5 separate regions of the Mus musculus genome follow, and regions 1, 3, 4 and 5 are each linked to region 2. A link is a contact called in public HiChIP or PLAC-seq and promoter capture Hi-C data. All regions are on one chromosome and are shown on one strand. Each heading gives the region's core, a stretch centred on a gene start, on an enhancer-like site or on the middle of the called end of the contact. The rest is flanking DNA. Distances are from core to core; before and after follow the strand shown.

Region 1 (2,700 bases), core at 82-2,581, 700 kb after region 2:
GTAGACTGCAGAGAGGAAAGCGTATTATTGCCACAATCAAGGCCTGCCTGTGTCCTTCCAGCTAAAAGTTCTCCACCCCCACAACTACCTGTTCTCCTGGAGGTGGGATGTCTCATTTTCCATGGGTATCCTGTCTCTACAATGGGCCCTTGGAGGCCAGCACAGGCGAGATCTGTCCCACACATCCTGATGAACTTACTAGAGGATCTGGGAAACCAGAGGCTGAGGCCAAGGCTCCCATTCTGCTCCTACCACTGACCAGCAGGGTGGTCTGGGGGCACTTACCCAACCTGAGATTTTATCTTCCCATTCCTACACAGACATGAGAATATTCCTTCTGCCCCCAAATGGCTATTCTGAACAAGAGTGTATATTAGGGGCTCTACACATAATGCTCAGAAATTGCAGCTCCAAACAAGAAGGGCCTGGAAGATGGGGTCTCCTCTAACCTGTTCTAGAAGTCACCAGGTTGCAACCTATGAGGTCTTATTTTTGTGCATGCCCAACGCTGACTCCAGTTTAGAGACCCCTGGGATTTCTGGGGTTACCTCATCTCTCTGGGCTATCCCAGGTGAACTCTGCCATATGAAGTACAAGAGACTCCCAGAAAAAAAGTGCATCTGGTAGCTATCACGTTCCCTAGGCTCTAAGGCAGCAGGGGTCCCTCGCTGACTCATCCTCTCATCGGATCTTTTACCGAGAGAACTTAGCACAGCAATGTCACTGTGTCCCTCTGGGATCAGGAATAAAGTGGGTGAGTCCCCAGAGCAAAAGGGTTGGGCTGGGGCAACCAAGCCATCCTGGAGAAGAGGGATCCAGTTGTTGGGTCCGAATTCTCTAGACCCATCTAGAGCGGGAAACACGGGCGTCTCCCTGGTACTACAAGCTACCCAGGTTTGCAGCGCCGGTCCCGCCTCCAAGGGGGTTGTGTGCAAGCGGCGCTCTAAAGTCTCAGCAGACTGGCGAGGAGCACCATTTCCCTCTCTCAGATCCATCCCGTCCCGGGACACCGCCCGTTCCGCAGGCGCAGCCGGTGCAGTGCACCGGGAGAGCGCTCACCTGCTGCTCTTCCTCCTCGACCCGCGACGGCCCCCCACTCAGCACCCGAGACCCCTGGCGCCCCCGGCCCGTCGCGCAGAGCCCGGGACACCCCGCCGCCGCGCGCCTCTTACGCCCGCGTCGCCGGCGCCAGCTGACGCCAAGGTCACACGGCTCCCGTCGCCCTCCTGGACCCGCGCCCACCTGTCATGGCGGAGGACACGGCGCCGCCCCGTCGTCCTCGGCTGTCCGCCGCCCGGCGCGAGGGCTCCGGTGACCGCCGCCCGCAGGCCTGGCCCTAAGCCCCGCCTCTTCCCTATAGGTCCCGCCCAGCGACGACATCTTAGCCCCCAAGCCCCTCCCTCCGATTAGCCACGCCCCTTTCTGTACTTCGCACTGGAGACGCGTCAGCCGTGGGGCGGCTCGGGCTCTAAACAACTTCCCTAACTCTATACTACGCGCAGCAGAGAGCTCGGCCCCTGAGGAGCTTCTCCTGTAGCGACGCCGGGAGTCCCGCTCCAGCTAGCATAAGTGACCTAGCGGAGAAACTCAGTACCCAAGTCCTTGTCTGGACCAGAGAACTCAAGCCACGTCCCGGCTCAAGGCTCGCCCCATTCACAGCCTCTCCAATAGCTACCCGGGTCGGCGTCCCTTCGCCTATGCCCTGCCCCTCCTCCCGGTCTTGTGCCTGCTTTTTGCGGAGGTTAGGAGGTTATTGTGAACTTCTCAGTTCAATTTTCTGCTGCTACGCTCTGGCCACCCCACTCCCATCTCCTGGATGAAGAAACCGAGTCTTAAAAGAGACGAGAATTACCCAAGGTCACATAGGAGGTCAAGTCTGGCATAAAAGGCTGGTGGGAGTTCATTGGCAACCAGGGACCGAACGGAAGTCCACAGGGCCTCGACCGGACAGTGATGAATTGAGACTTAACAGAGAACTTAGTGGGTCCTCGTTCTACCAAGTCCCCCATTTACACAGAGGACAAATGGCTGGCATTGCCGCCTAGTTAAGGAAGTCATGTAGTCTGACCGAGCCTCAATTTTCCTAACTGTAAAATGTGTGGCCTCAGGTGATAAATCTTTCTGCCTCCCAACTTGTTTCCCTTCTGTTGTACATAGGCCTGGCTCTTCAAGCTCTGGTACCAACCACAGGAAGGCCCCAAGCCCAGGCCCAGCTAGGAAATGGAGATCTGCGAGGGTCGGGGAGGCAGGACCCTCACAGCCAGCAATGGCAGCAGGCACCAGATTTTGCTTCTCCGCTGGTGCGGCTAGTCTGGCACACTTTAGAGCTGTAACTTGAGATATTGGAACCAGACCAGGACCAAGACCAGGAATGGAGGCCCCAGGTCTGGATGCACTTCCCGGACAGTCCAGGAACCCCCTGGGTCCCTGAGCCCTCCGTGTCTGTCTCTGTCCTCCCCAGTGCTGCAACCTCTCATCTTGGGAGTGAGAGGCTCGAAAGGAATCTGGAGATTGACTTACAAGGTCACTTAGAGCTCCAAACTCTTGGACCCAGTGGTATTGATCAATACATTCCTGCCCCTTGCTAAAAACTGCAGAAAGCGAGGTTTGCTCAGGTTCCCCACCGGCCAGGCAAATGCAGAGTCAGCAGGCAGCTGTCCTCAGCACTAATCTGTGCCTGCAGAGGGGACAGACAGCATG
Region 2 (2,700 bases), core at 187-2,686:
TCAACTTGCTCTCTTCTAGAACCCAAGACTACCAGCCCAGAGATGGCACCACCCACAATAGGCCCTCCCCCCTTGATCATCAACCAAAAAAATGCCCCACAGCTGGATCTCATGAAGGCACTTCCCAACTGAAGCGTCTTTCTCTGTGATAACTCCAGCCTGTGTCAAGTTGACACACAAAACCAGCCAGTACAGACAATAGGGCAACTGTACATACAAGCTCACTGCAGTTACAACACCATGCACAAGACCCGTGCAAGCCCAAACCAGAACAAATCTCAGCACAGAGACAAGAGTTCGGCACCAAATACCTAGTACCAAGCTACGGCAATTACTAGCTGCTGGGAGAGGAGGAGAAGGGTTTCTCTAAGAGTATATAGCCCGAGGTAAGCCAATAACAATCCAATGAAATATTCAAGAATATTGAATTCAGCATAAGTTAGTCTTAAAGGGTTTTGAAACAAAAAAGAAAGATAGGTCACAAAGATAGGTGGACTGGGGACAGAATTTTCAGTGGTGAATATAATCAAAATGAGTTGTATATATAGATCAGAGAACTAAAGAGAAAAGGAGAAACCAGGCTACACCGCCAGAAATTCAGGGAGCCAACAAGCCCTGGGTCATGGGGGAAATGTCTCTTCCCATTACATCACTCCAGGCTCTTGGAAGATCCCAGAGCTCAAGGGAGCCACACAAGGTCATTAGCCCACAATGTGTAAAAAGGCCACCCCCACTCCCCCCTACACACATATACACACAGGCACGCACGCGCACACACATACACACCACACACACAAGCCTTGTCACACACCAAGACTCCAAACTTCAAGACTAGCTCTAGTCTCTTGGTCTTTGCCGTTGCATTCAGCCAGGCAATTCTGTATGTTTTCCCCGCAAGGCAAGCGACCAAGCTGTATTTCCAAATTCATGATGAGTGCAGCTCCCCAAGACTTCTGTCCTCACCAATTCAGACATTTGTTCCTGTGGAGGATGGCTCTGATCCCTCACAAACCTCAACAGAGAGCGGGGGTGGAAAGGTGACATCTAGATGCCCCAGGTCCAATCTCCCTGACCTGGCACTAACACAGGGGACACACCTACAGCGTCATAGCCTGGGAAGCAGGCCAGACTGACCTGTAGCTTGTTTAGGACAAGATAGTGGACCCCTAACCCCGTTCTCACATGGCCCCCTCCCCATCCCAGGGTCTTCACCGAGACCCTCCTCCGGGATGGGCAGAGAAGCTGATTCCACTCCCAAAGACTCCACGCATCGAGGATGGAGCAGCGGCAGACACCTGAACCTTGTGGGTGGCCCACGCCAGCTCTCCGGACTCTTCCCCGCCTGGAGGGATCTGCAAGAGCCGAGGACGTCTGCACTTTCGCTCACCAGAACCGCAGTAGAATCGTCCACAGGCACAGGTGACGACTGCAGGATGCGGAAGTACACCGACCGGGGTGACGCGCGCGCACTTCACTACCCACGCAGCGCTAGAGATGGGGGAACTACAATACCCAGAATGCCGCGTACTGCAGGACACCCCATGCTGACTTGGCTGCAACCCGAAGCTTCAGACTATAGGAGGGGCTCCCTAGCACTGCCGGACTCTTTCATTGACTGCAAGACAACAGGGTAAGATCTTAGAGAAACAGAAAAAAAGCAGAAAAGCCAAACCGAAGTAATCTTTGCGTACTTCTAAGGAAGCTCATTAATCAATTCTTTTAAAAAAGATGTGCTATCTAGATGCCTTCCTCCTGCCAATTCAATCTTGGTTGGTTTTTTGTTTGTTTGTTTGTTTTGTTTTTTTTCTTTTTTACGTGCCTGTGAGTCGTGTGTTTTAAACTGCAGCATGTGTGGATACTGTGGGTGTTGTTTCTTGAAAATAATACTTTTTTTAAAAAATGATTACAAAAAGACAAGGGCAAACTAAGTTTGAAGATATTCATAGTGTAATGTTTTAAACTATTTTGCTCATACAAAAAAACACTTCTTGGTTGTAACAGAAAGACAAAAATCTTTGCGAAAAGACTAGGAATTTGAGCGGAACTCAATTTAATTGAATTTGAATTTTCAATTGTATTTCTAGTATTTGACGTGAGCAGTATTTTCAAATTATTTCCCATTTGCTTCTTAAAGTGAGGTGGCAAACAGCAGAAGTCAACAGGGACCAGATTCAGTCTTCCACATAAAACAAGCTTTAAAAGGACAACATGGACTAAGAAACCGATGGGGAAGCACTGCACACAGAAACAATGGAGGAATATCAGTGATGTGGACAATAAACGAAGTGAGCAGCGAACTCCCCTGGTGAGAAACCGTTCTGGCACAGAACAGAGAAGGGAGACCCGAGCAAGACCTGGAGGTCAACCTGAGACGAAGCCGGGGCCCTGGGGAAACCAAGGCAGCTTCAGTTCAAAGGACAGTACGAAGGACCAGAGAAATCCACAGAGGTTCAGTGGCTCCTTCCTCGGGCGTTCACCGAACACTGACAGCACGCGACACACAGCTGTGCCATCCCAGGGAAAAGTCCCGGGAAAAATGTCAGTGGGAATAAAGGGGGTGAGGAACAACACCTCTTCCTATGAGGCCATAAAGCCTTCAGAGTTGTACATAATACCTGGAAATGGTTTCATCTTGATAGGAAGACAAGATGGGGCCCCCGAGCCTTTCTTGTTTCACCTAGGAAAATGCAAAACTAAGCC
Region 3 (2,700 bases), core at 71-2,570, 670 kb after region 2:
TGGAACTTGCTCTGTAGACCAGGCTGGCCTCGAACTCAGACATACACCTGTCTCTGCCTCCAAGTGCTGGGATTAAAGGCTTGTGCCACCACCTCTACCACCAGGCTGGCTCCATTTCTTATTTCTAATCCTCTTCCTTCTGGATGTGAGACAGGGGACAGAGGGTCCGCAGGTTCACTTGGCCTTTAGCAAACTCCAGCCTTATGCTAAGACACAAGCTGGCAAGAAGGGTCATAAAGAGAAGGTGAACCACTCCATCAAGGAACGGTAGTTCTGAGCCCCAGCTTGTAATCTCCCTAAGAGTCTCATCGTCCTTATTCCTTCTGAGACTCTAGGAGATACCAGGAGAGGAGTGTGGCACCCCTGAGGCCAGGCAAAGCATGGGGCCTGAGAGTGAGGCCAGGGTGGGAAGGAAGAAGGCACAGCAACTGGCTTTTACTCCTGCATCTAGTGTGTCTCCTCGGACGACAGCACCCCATCACACTCCATCTAGCTTCCTAGGCCAGGAAAAGACATGGTACTGGGGCACAAAGGTCCATTGGGCCACGAACTGCAGTAGCCAACCAACACGTCATACCCTTGGAGTATAGATGTCAGGGCTATGATGTCAGCTTCTTCTGGACACTAAAGCTGTTGTGCTTCCCTCTGGTCCCTGGTCTCTCTTGGAGGGTGGTGTGGGAGGCAGGAGAGTCCCGGAGAGCGGAATGCCAGCCTTCTCCACCAGTGCCAGCCACACGCAGGCTCTGCACAGTGGGGTGCTGGCTGCAAGCTAGACCCAGAGCAAGAGGCTCTCCCTCATATGTTCTATTCTCCAGGCAGAACAGCTGAGGGCTCTAAAGTGGAAACCTGGAGTAACCGTTGACACCCTTTTCCTGTGTTGAGTTACCCTGAAGGGACTTACAGCCTCAGGGCGTGTCCTCCCCAAGGAAAAAACCTCAGCACGGGGCAGCATGTGCCTCGCCCTTGGCCTCACTTTTAAACAGATCAAGTGCTTATGTTCAAAGTTCAGAGGGGGGCCCGTTTGATCAACAACTTTGAGACAGGGTCCCTGGGGACCCCCGATGTCATCGCGAGGACAGGCGCTGGGCTGCTTGCCCTAGCCATCGTGAAGGAGCCTGAGAATTGGGGACATCAAGGCCGCTGGAGAAGTGCTATCCTGCTCAGGCGCGATTCCAGCAGCTGGCGTCTAGGCCCCGGCCCGCCCCGGGTGGAGGCGGAGTCCGGGGGCGGCCGCGCGCGGGGGGCGTGTCGGGGGCGGGCCGGGGGCGGGCCGGGGGCGGGCGCACAGCCGTAGCCCGTGGCGGAGGCGCGGGTGCGCTCAGGCCGTGTGCTGGGCGGCCCGGGCGGCCGCACCATGGAGTCGGGCACTGAGGAGTATGAGCTCAACGGCGACCTGCGCCCGGGCTCCCCCGGTTCCCCCGACGCCTTGGTAAGCTCTCAGCACCTCCTGCCCCGGCTGCTGTGTGACCTTGGCCGGCGCCGCCCTCTCTGGGCCCGGCACGTCAGCGGGCACCTGTGGGCGTCTGGCCCGGTTTCGCGCGGCGTCCGCACTGCGGGGGGTGGTGGTGGCCGCTGCTTCCGGGCAAAGTCGTGCTTGACCTGTCTCTAGCGCAAGTGGTGGCCCACGGGTCTGGGGCCAGCACAGCAGGTAGGCAGAGGCGCCGGGCGGTCTAGCTTGCTGCCGTCGCCCCGCTGTGCAGAGCCCGCGTCTGGCTGGCACCACTCCTCGGGTGGAGAAGGCTGGCATTCCGCTCTCCGGGACTCTCCTGCCTCCCACACCATCCTCCAACTTCCAACGCCTCCGGGCTGTCTCCTGCGTGCCTTGGGGTGGGCGGGAGAAGAGTCACCGCCTCCTGGTTGGAAGCTAGCATCAGGCAGACAGCTACGTCACCACACGGTGACCACACGGTCGTCTGCAGCAGTGATAAGGGGGAAACCCGTGGCTGTGTCTCTGCTGCTGTCACCTGCCTATGAAAAACAGAACGCCACCCTCTCGATCGTCAGGGTGCTAGTTCTAGGACTGTAAGGACCTGCCTCGAGTTTGCTCTGCCTAGCCTGCTAAGGCCACAGCGATGGTCGGATGCCTGTGTCGAGGGACCATCTTTCCTGACCCCTCACCTCATAGTCTACCTCCGGGGCAGGGCCTGAGCATGCCAGGGCCGAGCCTTCACTTGTACCACCCCGCATGGCCCTCTGTCCCTCGGTGACATGTTGACTTTGGACATTCCTTCTATTTCCGACCCCCCCCCCCAGGGATGGGGTGGAGTGGGGTGGGGAATTGCACCAGGCTGGGATTTTCCACAAGTCTTTGCGGTGCAAAATAAACCAGAACAGAGACTTTCTGCCCAGGTCCATATAGTGGAAACAGGGAACACCAACGTCTCCTGGGACTACTTCAGGTGTGCCAGCTGAGACTTGGGCTCTGCCAAAATGTGTGAACACTCCGGAAGCAGTGGGCCAGGGACACCCCGGGCTGAGTTCCTTTAGGGAGCCCATCAACTGTCTGGGCCTTTTGTATGTGGGTCTACAATAAAGAACCAGTGATCTCTAGGCCTTTAAGGACAAGGGATGCAAATCAGGAACAGGTGGGCCCGTGGTTCAGCTGCGGATTTGAAGGGAAACTGGCTGTCTCTGAGCAGCAGCCTCCCCCTTCAGCTCTGCAGACAGCTGGATCAGCTGTGCCTCCCAAGAGAATTCTGA
Region 4 (2,700 bases), core at 120-2,619, 630 kb after region 2:
GGCCCCGGGCGCGCTCCGCGATGAGCCGGCGCGTCTTGCAGAGTAGAAGCACCCTGCGCTGCAGAGGCTGTGGGGGCTGCGCGCTCGGCGTCTCGGCCGCCTCCAGGCCCGGCGGCTCCTCCTGGTCCGACTCCACCACGCTGCGCCGCAGGAAGCGCTGGGGCCCGAGCCGCGCCGCCCTCGCCCGCGGCTCCGCCATGCCCGCCGACCCCGTGCCGCGCCCGGCTTCCATCAGCGCGCCGGGGGCGTCTCGGCGGCCGCCATCGCCGTCCATCTCTGCGGGCCAAGGACACACGGACCCTGCGTGAGCGCCAGCCCCGCCGCACCTGCCTGGGCCGCGGGATGAGACAGCGCCGCCTCTGGGCCCGCGCCCTGCCCAGCCCCACCGCAGAAGTGACCTGCCGGGCGGTCCTCTGCGGGCTCCGGGGAGAGGGCTGCAGACCGGACCCCGAGGCGAGGATTGCAAGGGGATGCCCTGCTTCACTCAGCTCCGAGCCGGGAACACGGCCTGTCTCTAGCTGTCCCAGGGACTCCAGGAGGGACGACCTGCTAGGTGTCCCTGAGGGCTCAAAGGAGCTACAGAAGGGCTCGGGAGGCTGGAGAAAGGGGTCAAGGCCAGTACTGGAGCGACCCCGCTAGGCTATCCCGCGAGCGGGTGGGGAAGGGACAGGGAGGCCGGGGTAAAGGGAAGCACCGGACAGGAGCAGGCTCCACAAAGGACGCGGGCCCGGGGCGCGCGGGGAGGGGGCTGCGGCGGCGCGGCGCGCACACAAAGGCGGCGAACGGGAGAGCTCGATACTCACAGGGCGAGCGGGCGCTGTCCATGCCCGCAGCCCGGGGACCCGGGCGAGCGAGGAGGGCGAGGCCGCGCTCCGGGGCCAGAGTCCTCTCTCGGGGCCGCGTCGCGCTGGGGCGGGGTCCTGGCTGCAGCGGGGGTCGCCAGGCCGTTCTGCTCCTACGATGCTGCTCCCTCGGGCCGGGCCGCTGCGGGGCCGCGCTCCCGCGTGCTCCTGCCGGCTCCGCGCGCCTCCGCTCCCGCACCGGCTCCGAACTAGCGCGCGGGGAGGGCGGGGCTTCCGTTCGTCCCACCCTCCCCAAGACCGGAGCGCGGGGCGGGGCCTGACACGCCCACCTGGCTGCGGCTGAGCGCCGCCACCTGCGGGATGCTCCCCATGGCCTCCACCTGCGGCAAGGGTTCCAGGCCGGCGCCTGGCCCTGAAGCTCTTTGGAAGTGGTCCGCTGAACTGTGGGGCCTTGAGGGGCTCTATTTTCCCCGGAGGTGGCAGGCCACAGACAACGTGACTTAGCCAGAGAGCCAAATCCTGGAACCTATGCCAAGACAAAACAGACAACCTCAGGATATCCTAGGTGCCCAAGTATGGTTGCAAAATTGGAGTGTCTTCTGGGCCTTTCTGTACTGCCAGGATATGGGAAAACCTCACTATCATCCACGGACGTTGGTACCAGTAAGCGCTGTGTCCCTCTTTTCCATTAAGCAAATCCAGATCTCAAAGACAGATGTCCTTTTGCCCTGATCAGTAGCGTGGTGGCCCAAGCCTATAATCCCAACACCGGTGGGGGAGGGCTGTGGGGGGCAGAGGATACTTGATCCAGGAGTTGGGTCACGTGGCAATAAAGGAACCAGGAACCGTCTCAAAAATAAATGAAAAAAAAAAATAGAAAGGATTTCTCTGTCCTAAATCTCAGAGGTCCCAAGATGGAAACTGGAAAAGGTTTCCAGAAACCCCTTGACTTACCATATTGATTGCCATCTTTCCCCACCCTCAACCCCCTCAGGAGCTTCTCTCTCCACCCCCTGAGCTACTCAATTACCCCAGACAAGCCCTTGCCCCGGGCATCTCTGAACCTGACTGCAAGGGTCACAGAAGACTGACCTGATTTCTGAGCCCATGCCAGGCACCTGCACCTGGGCTCACCAGTTGTGATGCACATCATTGGGGTCACTTCACCTGAAGAAAACAGCGCAAAGGAAGTTACCAGCATGTTCTGATCTCTTTGCTCATCCTGATGGTATGGCACCCTGTCAAAGATGCAAGTTACAAATGTGAACCGATGGCCAGCGGCTGCTGGCCTTAGAGCCTTTGACACCAGCAACTCATAAGACAGAAAAGCCAACAGAGGCAACACATCCTTCACGATTAAAGGGAAGCAAATGCAGACAGAGCTGTTACCCAGTGACAGGGTTTCCCTGGCCCTGCTAGGGGCTGTCAGTGGATGCTGATACCAGTCAAAAGTAACTTTAAAAGGCTGATGTTCAAGTCACTTCCTAGCTGAGTTGGGTGGTAGCACACTGTCTCCTTAAAGGGGGAATGCTGGGACTACTTACGTTATGAAAACTGAGAGCCATGAAGTTAGGACTCCAACATATACCCCAGAGACCCAGGGGTTAAATTGTGTACTTGTCACTGGACTGGGCATTTGCCAGATGCCTGTTAATTTATATTATCTCATTTCTCATCTACCTTGGGAGTCAGGCATGAACGTAAAGCCCACTCAACCAGAAGCAGAGCGCAGGTGCCAGCTCTGTGGGTCTGAGTGTCTCTGGAGATGGGGATCCAAGCTGCACCTCCCAAGCTGGGGCAGAATGTGGGTGAGGACCATTACAACTTCACTAAGGAGGCTAAAGACCCCACCCAGTATTGCCTCTCCTAACCTGAGCCTGTAGAATGTAATTTCTCT
Region 5 (2,700 bases), core at 55-2,554, 910 kb after region 2:
GGGAAAGGGGTCCCAGTTTTTATAGGCCCTCACGGGGGGGGGGGGGGAGGAGAAGGGGGGAGTAGGGGATTTCCAGATCTAAACAATGTCTATTCTTAAGAAATGGGTATGGGAGGGGTACAAGGAAAGAGTCTGGTGCAGGTGGAGCAACTCTGGATTGGCCCGGCTGTGGTTACTGGGGAGATTTTTCGATTCTATCCCAGCAACCAATATCACAAACACCTCGCAGTGAGGTGCAGCAGTGGGCACACACCTGGGTTTAAGGAACGGTCAGAACATTGGCAGACACACGGGTTCAAGGCGCGGCCAGAGCATTGTGCACCTCTATTTTTCTAAATCAGTGAAGCTACTTTTACTAACAATGAAATCTATTTTGCCAATTTGAGGGCTTCTGTGACCTTTTACATTCTATTAGGATCTTTCAGTCTGTTGTTGGTGTCCTATTTAGAATGAACAGGTTTTTTTGTTTTTTTCCCAGTCTTCCTTGGAAAAATTAACACAAAAAAACCCATACTATCTGCCTGCATTAAGCTGGATTTTCTTCACATACACCAGTTACAGCAATATTCAGTGCTGTGGCCAAACAATTTAACACAAATATGAAAATTATGTTTGAGACAGGATCTCACTAAGTAACCCTGGCCGGTCTCGAACTCCTAGAAATCTCTTGCTTCCACATCCAGAATGCTGAGAGCATCACCATGTCCAGCCCCAAATCATTTTTAAGAGCACAAGGACCGCATATAATTCTTTAGGCAGCTCTACCAGGCAGGGCCAATCTTCCCCGCATTAAAGGATAAACTGAGGTCATTGCTTTCTGCTGGGATGGGGTGGGAGAGTCTATTGCCTCATCTGCATTTCTGGATGTCTTGGGGCAAAGGCTCCACGGTGAGGTTTCCTCGCCACGTTTCCCGGAGTAGTGTGAACACCACCTAATGGCTCTCTTGGCCGGAGCAAGGCCATTGAAGGTGCATCCCATTCTACAGATGTAAGCGGAGGCTCAGAGTCGCCCGGCGCCTTACTGCAGCCCCACGAAGATCCAGCCGTGGCCCTAGGACAGTGCGAGGGTGAGCGCCTCGGACTCGGGGCGCCAGGAAGCCGCCGGCCTCAAGGTCCGGGAGCAGATCCGGAAACCTCCCTTCCGGTTCCCAGGTCCGCGTTTCGGAAGTGAGTCACTCTGCCAGCACATAATATGGCTTCCACTCCACCTACCACCCTGGACGTCGAGGGTAAGGTGGGCGGGACCCGGAAGTTGACCGTTCTGGGAATGGCGGCCGCCGGGGGCGTGGCTTCCGGCGCTCCTTGCCTGCAAGTCGCCGCCGCTGAGAGCGCAGGCGGCAGCTGACAGGCGCTTTTCTTCAGACGGCTGCGGCGGGAGCCCTGCGAGGCGGGCGGCCTCCAGCTCTCGTCCCCACGTCCCGGCCCGCGAAGTTCCAGGGCGCCGGGGCATGGAAGAGGGGAAAATGGACGAGAATGAATGGAGTTACCATGGCGAAGGCAACAAGAGCCTTGTGGTGGCCCACGCGCAGGTGAGCGGCTGGCGGGCAGCCCGGCTCCGGGCCTCACCCGACGGCTCCCGAAGCTCTGTGCCTGGTACCGTCCAGGTACCCAGGTCGTGACTCTTCCTCCAGCTTCCGCCCGGGTGGTTCCCTGGCACCCCCACAGTACCCTCCTCTGCTCCATACTCATCCCCGGCACCCCTAGCTCCGTTGGCTCCCCTTTCCTCCTAGTGTCCCTTCTCGGTTCTCTCTGTCCCGTCAGTACTCTTTCCTCATGCGCTGTGCGTGCCGCGTGGCCTCACACCGTGCAGCCTCCCCCGGGATGCTCGTCTTACTGTCAGGCAACGGTGGGCCAGAGGCTGAGCCTGGACCAGGGCCTGGGCAGCACAGGGGAAAGTTCCCAGAGTGCTGTCAGCCCACCGAGTGGAGTTCAGCCTCGAGAAACCACAGAGCTGGTGTTCTGCCTTGCTGCTGCGCTGTCAGGAACGGGGCGCTGCCACAGGTTCGCGTCCCGATCATATACTTTAAATGGTTTCTCCTTCGTTCAACTTGAAAGGCGGTTTCAGAAGATGTAGTCCTTTCCAAGGAGGCGAATTTAAAGGAAGAGAAGCATATGGATGGATCTGTGTGCAGCCCCAGATTTCTCTGACATTTTGCTGCCTGATTACAAGCTAGCAGGAATGTGGTGGGCTGGGGGAGTAGAAGGCGGGGAGGTGTCATGTGAGAAGGTTAATAACTCAGGGAGCTGGGGTGATTCACACCTCCACCACTGAGAAGCAGTAGGCTGCATTAGGAAAGTGAAGAGAGGAATAGGATGTACTTTTGTCTCTCTGAAGTTCAGATTGTATGGAGCTGTACTGAGTGTTGAGCAGCCTAGAGCTTGGGTCTTGTGTCTAGTTGGCACCTCTGACCTCCTGGTGTATTTGTTCAGAATGTAGACTGAAGAGGAGAAGGCCCCTCTTGGAAGTGTTTTAAGGCCTTTTGTGACCAAGGAGTGCTAATGTAAGTGGGGTGGAGAAACTCTGCTCCCTTCGGTCCTGGGCATGTCTGTAGTCCCCCTTCTCCTTTGAGAGCAGGTGAGCTTTGTTTCTCTGCTCAGCTTCCCAGGCCTGTCTCATCCAGTCCTGGAGAGAGGGAGGCTTTTACCTAGCCTCCCCAGGCATGCTCACTCTTTCTGATCGAGCATCAGTCACTGAGTTGA

What was found. Promoter capture Hi-C pulls out the DNA fragments that hold promoters and counts their contacts. HiChIP or PLAC-seq counts read pairs in DNA pulled down with a chosen protein or histone mark.
Region 1: a contact with region 2 is called in an H3K27ac HiChIP or PLAC-seq map of double positive thymocytes, with 6 times the contacts expected there. The contact joins the promoter of Card19 here to the promoter of Zfp169 in region 2. A contact is called at or near these places in 7 of 39 promoter capture datasets (the 3T3-L1 cell line, cranial neural crest, frontonasal cranial neural crest and 4 more), 1 of 484 Hi-C or Micro-C datasets (cerebellum) and 2 of 115 datasets of contacts at active chromatin or transcription factors (craniofacial prominence and double positive thymocytes).
Region 3: a contact with region 2 is called in a promoter capture Hi-C map of pre-B cells, with 4 times the contacts expected there. The contact joins the promoter of Ninj1 here to the promoter of Zfp169 in region 2. A contact is called at or near these places in 15 of 39 promoter capture datasets (the 3T3-L1 cell line, 3T3-L1-derived adipocytes, the C10 cell line and 10 more), 1 of 15 datasets of contacts at CTCF or cohesin (embryonic stem cells), 12 of 484 Hi-C or Micro-C datasets (the Ba/F3 cell line, the N1E-115 cell line, cardiomyocytes and 8 more), 2 of 115 datasets of contacts at active chromatin or transcription factors (embryonic stem cells and memory CD8 T cells) and 1 of 9 other capture datasets (liver).
Region 4: a promoter capture Hi-C map of the HPC-7 cell line shows a contact between it and region 2, with 6 times the contacts expected there. The contact joins the promoter of Wnk2 here to the promoter of Zfp169 in region 2. A contact is called at or near these places in 16 of 39 promoter capture datasets (the 3T3-L1 cell line, 3T3-L1-derived adipocytes, the HPC-7 cell line and 9 more), 1 of 15 datasets of contacts at CTCF or cohesin (embryonic stem cells), 7 of 484 Hi-C or Micro-C datasets (the C2C12 cell line, cerebral cortex, cranial neural crest and 2 more), 1 of 115 datasets of contacts at active chromatin or transcription factors (embryonic stem cells) and 1 of 9 other capture datasets (adipose tissue).
Region 5: a contact with region 2 is called in a promoter capture Hi-C map of pre-B cells, with 4 times the contacts expected there. The contact joins the promoter of Ippk here to the promoter of Zfp169 in region 2. A contact is called at or near these places in 3 of 39 promoter capture datasets (the C10 cell line, liver and pre-B cells), 2 of 484 Hi-C or Micro-C datasets (CD4 T cells and liver), 1 of 115 datasets of contacts at active chromatin or transcription factors (bone marrow-derived macrophages) and 2 of 9 other capture datasets (adipose tissue and liver).

What each region holds. Positions count from the first base shown.
Region 1 is chr13:49,214,695-49,217,394 of GRCm38.p6, forward strand. It overlaps Card19 (caspase recruitment domain family, member 19), which reads right to left and starts at 1,332. Exons shown (of 6, transcript NM_026738.2): 1 at 1,243-1,332. The coding sequence starts at 1,249.
Region 2 is chr13:48,512,000-48,514,699 of GRCm38.p6, forward strand. Zfp169 (zinc finger protein 169) reads right to left here and starts at 1,437. Exons shown (of 5, transcript NM_026450.3): 1 at 1,296-1,437. A830005F24Rik (RIKEN cDNA A830005F24 gene) reads left to right here and starts at 1,571. Exons shown (of 2, transcript NR_165458.1): 1 at 1,571-1,630; 2 at 2,135-2,700.
Region 3 is chr13:49,186,209-49,188,908 of GRCm38.p6, forward strand. It overlaps Ninj1 (ninjurin 1), which reads left to right and starts at 1,321. Exons shown (of 4, transcript NM_013610.3): 1 at 1,321-1,429. The coding sequence starts at 1,355.
Region 4 is chr13:49,146,959-49,149,658 of GRCm38.p6, forward strand. It overlaps Wnk2 (WNK lysine deficient protein kinase 2), which reads right to left and starts at 1,370. Exons shown (of 30, transcript NM_001290313.1): 1 at 804-1,370; 2 at 1-276. The coding sequence starts at 274.
Region 5 is chr13:49,419,938-49,422,637 of GRCm38.p6, forward strand. It overlaps Ippk (inositol 1,3,4,5,6-pentakisphosphate 2-kinase), which reads left to right and starts at 1,305. Exons shown (of 13, transcript NM_199056.4): 1 at 1,305-1,529. The coding sequence starts at 1,449.